Linked DNA regions of Anas platyrhynchos: region 2 is linked to region 1. The links are chromatin contacts, called in public Hi-C maps. All regions are on one chromosome and are shown on one strand. Each heading gives the region's core, a stretch centred on a gene start, on an enhancer-like site or on the middle of the called end of the contact. The rest is flanking DNA. Distances are from core to core; before and after follow the strand shown.

Evidence for each region. A called contact is a pair of places that touch in the nucleus more often than the background predicts.
Region 2: a Hi-C map of small yellow follicle shows a contact between it and region 1, with 4 times the contacts expected there. The contact joins the enhancer-like site here to the promoter of TACC1 in region 1. A contact is called at or near these places in 4 of 8 Hi-C or Micro-C datasets (skeletal muscle, small yellow follicle and subcutaneous adipose tissue).

Annotation. Positions count from the first base shown.
Region 1 is chr23:609,645-612,441 of IASCAAS_PekinDuck_T2T, reverse strand. It overlaps TACC1 (transforming acidic coiled-coil containing protein 1), which reads left to right and starts at 1,425. Exons shown (of 14, transcript XM_072027255.1): 1 at 1,425-1,578. The coding sequence starts at 1,526.
Region 2 is chr23:675,619-678,415 of IASCAAS_PekinDuck_T2T, reverse strand. It overlaps FGFR1 (fibroblast growth factor receptor 1), which reads right to left. Exons shown (of 18, transcript XM_072027251.1): 18 at 2,124-2,797. Among named protein-coding and RNA genes, the nearest start is that of NSD3, 6.8 kb to the left of the region's middle. Within about 2 kb of position 1,430, at least 1 of the 8 cell types and tissues checked has an H3K27ac peak or open chromatin away from gene starts, as enhancers often do. A contact at or near this core is called in subcutaneous adipose tissue, where this site is marked.

The DNA.
Region 1 (2,797 bases), core at 176-2,675:
AGTTCTTCTGAAAGCAGAGGCACCAAATTACAGGGCCGAGGCTTTGGGAAGGCTGCCAGAGCCCTGCCCTGTGCCCTCCCGGCCCCGCACACGGTGCTGCAGAGCCCGGGCAGCCTGGCACGGCTCGACCTGCAGGCACTCACACCGGCACAGCCCTCGTGTGGTGCTTCTTTTAAATGAATGCAGAACATAAGAGCAGCCAAAAGAGTGTTCCAAGCTCTGCATCTTAAGCCTGGGACTGAAAAAAACAAACCAAACAAGACGCCATCCCTTCACCTCCTTCACGTACCTGCCCCGAGCGGAGTCAGGGCGCTGGGTTTTGCGCTCCCCTTGCACGGAGCAGAGGCTGGCCCTGCACCTGTGGCAGAGGAAACGTTCCCGTTATCAACAGCTTTTCCTGGGGAGCTCGGGGAATGGTCGAGGCTGCTGGCATGGCTGCGGGGTGCCCTTTGTGGCAAGCAGGGGGGTGCTGGGCTTTGCCCCGCTGCCCACACACCCGGACATGAGGGCGGTCAGGCTGATTGGGAAAACGTTTCCATCCAAGGAAGGCTTTTTATAGTTTTCTTTTTTTAGGAAGGTGAAAGCTTTCAAGGGTGTCATCGCTTTTCTTGCCAAAAAATAATGCAACCCAAGCCAGAACACCAAAAAAAAAAATTAAATTAATATTTGAGTTTTCAGTTTCTCAGAACTAAAAAGCCCCAAATGGTGTCAGAAATTGATGTGTTCACTCAGGCACTTTAATTAAAATAAATCCAAGCATAATGTTCCCTTAGCAGGGTCACCTCTGTGCTTTTAAGCTGCTCTGTTAAACCTTCCCCTGCGGAGGGGACTGCTGTGGGTTCTGGCTGCTGCCTGGTGCTGAGGCTGGCTGACCTTCCCTGCGAGGGGTGGTTTGGGGAGAGGCGATTCTAGGGGCAGAGGCAGCGTCGGTGCTTTATTGGGTCTCCTCGGCTTGGTGCCGGGGTATGATATAGCATCGGGCTTTCTGGTTGACAGAAGGGAGGAAAAAGTTCAGAATAAATCCACCAAAACTGATGCAAACATGGGGAGACATCGCTCTGCTTGGGATGCTGGTGCTGTGCCCGGGTCAGTCCCCACCGGCTGCGCCCGTTGTCCTGGGGGGGTCACCAACCCCCCCAGGCTTTTCCAACCCTCCCCATTCTGGGGCTCTGGAGGCAGGGGCAGCTCCCACACCGTGCCCCGGGGGCTGCTGCTTCTCCCCAGCCACCCCCGGCTCGTCGGGCAGCACCGGGTGGGAGCCCGCAGCCCACCCCCGGCACCTCGGGGCTGCCTGGGGGGGACCCACCGGGGGTCGCGCCCCAGGGCGCGGGGGTCGAGGGGCGCACCCGGCTAACGGGCACCCCCGGCCGGCCCCGCGGGGGGGGAGCAGCGGCCGCCGGGGCCGCGCCGAGCCGGGCCCCCCCCCGCGGAGGCGGGGACGCCTTCGGGGCCGGCCGAGAGCGGCGGCAGCGCCCCCCGGGCCGGCGGAGCGCGGGGTGCCCCGGGCCGGTGCCGCGGCCCCGCCATGGGGGGGGCCCAGAGCCAGAAGCCGCGGGAGGGGGGCGCCGCCGGGCGCCGGTAAGTGCGGGGTGCCCGGGGCCGGGGGGAGCGGTTGGGGTCGGGGGGAGCGGGTCGGGGTCGGGGTCGGGGTCGGGGTCGGGGTCGGGTCGGGGCAGGGGTCGGGGGGCGCCCTGCGCCGTGCCCGGCCCGTGCGTACCGGGCAGGCAGGGGGCGGCCGGGACCCCCGAAGGTTAAACGCGGCGGAAAGCTCCGCGGCTCCTTCTGTCTCCTCTCCTTCTTCGCTTCCCCTCCTCTCCTCCTCCGTGCTTACCGACAAAGCCCCCCCAGGCCCCGCGGGCTCGGGCTGCTCTGCGCTGCGGGTGCGCGGGGTGGGGGCGGCTCCGGCGCCCCTGCGCAAGTGGCGGTGCGCGGAGCAGGGGCAGAAGTTGAACTTCTCGGTGCCGCCGTTGGAAAAGGAGGGGTGGAAGTCGGAGCTGGATGCGAGCGGGGTCCCCGCTAGGAGCCGGGGGGCTGCGCGGGGCTGCCCGTAACCAGCGGGGTTTGGAAACTGCGAACAAAAGGAGCAGCCCGTGCTGGAGAGGAGAGCTGGGGACAGCTTATCTCAACATCAACCCAAACACTCCCTGCAACACAGAAATATTTCCCTTAAGTGAGCCACCCGGTGGTGCGCTCGGGGAGCTTTGCTGCTGCGTTTTGGAGCGGGAGCAGATCGGGTGCACGCCAGCAGCGCCGGCCTGCAGCGGGTGGCTGCTGCCTGCACCTGCCCTGCCCTGCCCTGCCCCTGCCCTGCAGCGTGTGCCAGGTTTCAGCGAGCAGGTGCTGCCACTTCTCGGCTGCTGCTCTGCCGAATGACTACAAACACCCCTCAGTTTGCAAGCTCTGGCTTTGGCCAGGGAGAACCGAGCACGTTCTGTCCTTTGTCACTGCTCTGCCCTGCCCATGATTTCCTTGCAGTGTTCTGGATATGAACTAGAGGTGTTCCCGGGCAGAAAACCCCTGCCATTGTTTGCTGTGTGCTGGAGCAAGCAGCCAGAGCTGTGTGAAGGCAGCCACAGGAGGGGAACATGCTGGGGACGTGGCGAGGCAGCTGCCCACCGCGGGGCCTTTCAGTGGGCAAACGAGGCACAGCCCCAGCCCCTGGAGCACCAAAGGGGGCTTCCCAGGGGCTGCTGTGCTGGGAGAGAGGTGCTAGAGGGTTTCTTGACATGGCAGGGCCCTGGGGATGCTCCACCTCATGGTGCTTCTCATGTGGGGCTTGTCACGGGGCGCTGCGGGG
Region 2 (2,797 bases), core at 181-2,680, 66 kb before region 1:
CCCTGCCCTCGGTGCTCCTGCACAAGCTCCTGTCCCGTGGGGATGCAGGAGGAGGGGGAAGGGGCTCCCCCGCCAGCCCCCAGCCCTGCCCAGGGCTCTGGAGCTTCCACCCCATTTCCTGCACGCTCTGCTCGGCCGCCCCTGGGGTTGGGGGTTATTTCCTCCCAGGGAAATAATTTATGGCTGGGGAGCTGCCCCCGGTGCTGCGGGATGCTCCTGTGCTTGGCATGGGGTGGGAGCAGGCAAAACCCTGCCCGGGACGCCCCCAGCCCCGCTCCCAGCCCCCAGCCCTGCTCCCGGCCCTGCACACCCGGAGCAGCGAGGTGGGATGGCGAGGAAGGCTCCTGACAGCGCTGGCAGCCAGACAAAGCCCAGCTCCCAGCCCAGCCGAGCAGCCAGAGCCTGGGCCGGGGCCAAGAGATTGTCTCGGTGCTGTGCAGCCGAAGGGCTTTAAAAGGAGAGGAGGAGGAAGGCGAGGAGTGGGAGACACAAAGGATGCTGCAGGAGCCAAAAGTGTGGCCACGGGTGAGGTGCTCGGTGGCCACCAGTGCCCGGTGCCGCCAGCCACGTGCTCGGGGTGCGGGATGGGGTTTGGGGTCTGGGTGTCCCCATCTCGGGGTCGGGGTGTCGCTGTGTCCCCGAGCTCGAAGGGGATGCTCCCAGGAAGGGCAGAGGGGCAGAACTGCAGAATTCCCCTGCCCCGGGTGCTGCCCCGTGCCCACCCAGAAACCCCCAAACCCCCAAACCTGCGGTGTGAGGGCAGGCACCAGCGGCGCTGCTGGAGTCGCTCTGCTTATTATCATATTTAATTGCCCTCCTGGTAACCCCAGGAAATGAGCAGAAGATTGTGATAGCAGCAGTTTCTGATGATGTAAACACGAGCTCCATCTCTCCCCGCCGCCTTGCCAAGCCGGTCCCAAGGAGAGCGGTGATTTATGGATGCCCCCAGCCCTGCTCCCCCCGCCGCTGCCTGCCTGGGCTGCGAGTTTAATCTAGGGCTGCGAATTCAACATAAATCACTTGATTAAAAGCCCTACTTAATTTAGGAGGGGAGGGGGCGAGAGCGCAGCTGATCGATTTAATTTACACATGGAAATAGCAACAAGCAGATGCTTTTAAAAGGGCCGGGGAGACAGGGAGCACCGCGAGCCTGCAGCCTTAACCATTTCCTGGCTAAGGAGAGGGGCTGCGAGCCCCTCGCCCTTGCCCCTCGCCCTTGCGGTGGGTGAGTCAGGTCCCAGCCACGCTGCCAGCCCTGGGGACCCCCCCGCCACGTCCCCCCCAGGGCTCCTGGCAATGCCCGTAACCGCCCGCTGCTCCCCGGTGCCTTTCCCAGGGCCGGCGCGGTTTCCGCGGGCAGCAGCTCACAGCTGAAGGCAAACGGCCTGGAGCTGGCACCGGATCCGTGCTGGGAGGAGGTGGAGAAGACGAAAAAAGTGCAGGGAGCAACTCGGGGCTGACGTCAGGGTGGAGGGAGGGCTGCGCGCGGCCGCCCAGCTGGAGACATCCCCGGCACCTCCGGACAGGGGGGGCCCAAAAACACAAACCTGTCCCCCCCCCGGCCTCCAAGAAGCCACCCAGCTGCTCAGCCTCGTCTTCCTCGCGGGGAGCAGCTCCCGATGGGTGGCGGGGAGGGGGTTAAGGGTCCCTGGGTCATCCCCAGCGCTGGAGGCTGGAGCCCAGCTGGCCTCATGCGCCGAGCTTTTGGCGAGGACGGCGGCGCGCACGCGGCTGCCAGAACATCTGGCTGCGCCCCCGGCCGAGCCCCCCCTGCTCTGGGAAGGGGCTCCCTGCCCGGGGACGGAGCGGCCGCGGGGGGGAACAGCCAGGGGGGTCCAGCCTGGGGGTGGGAAACACGTGGGGGTGACGCTGCCGCCGTCATGGGCACCGCGCGCTGGTGGCGGAGAGGAGGCAAAGGTTGCTGAACGGGGTGGAATTGGTACAGGGAATTTTGGGGTCAGGAAAAACAGCTCCCAGCAGAGCAGCCCGCATTCCTCGCAGCCTTTGAACTCCTCCTGCCCAAACGGGGAGCCCGGAGGAGCCGAGAGTCTGCGGCGTCTCCCAGCACCGGGGGCCAGGACCCGGCCGCACGTGGGACTGGCAAAACTGGGCTCCGGCGCGGCTTGGTTAAAGTCTTTAATAATTACAAGAATTCCAGATTCATTACAGAAGAGTTTACAACAAATAATATTTCTCCATACAAAGGCAAAATAAAACTTTTCAAGTAACAGCGCCCTGGCTCTGCCGTGCCGGGGAGGGACAGGGACGCGCGCCCCCACCAAGGCACCGCCGGGCAGCTCCGCGGGCCGGGCACCGGCACCGGCACCGCCGGGCAGGGCAGGGCCCGGGGAGGGCTGCCCGGCACCAGGACGCTCCCCGCGGCGCCGGTAAGGCACAGGAGGGCATGGCCCAGGAGCGGGGGCTGCCCGGGAGCGGGGGCCGTGCTGTGCCAGCGCCCCGGTGTCGGGGGGCTGCAGCCGGCCCAGCAGCGCCGGAGACCCCGGGAGCCAGGGGGGAGGAAAGGCCATTTACACCATGACAACGTGCTCCCAAAAGGCATCGACACATCATTATTACTGTTGAATACAACCCCATATAAAACTGAAGCAGCAGCAGCAATTCTTATTGAGGGACCTAAACTGAAATAGGTTTAGAACATAATTTAAAAAAATAAAAACAGCAAAAGTAGCAAAATATATGATTTTTTTTTTTTTATAGCAACTGATATCTACCAGCCACTAGTACCTTACTACCAAACTGGTATATCTCTGGTAACAACCCTTTTAAAAAGACATGT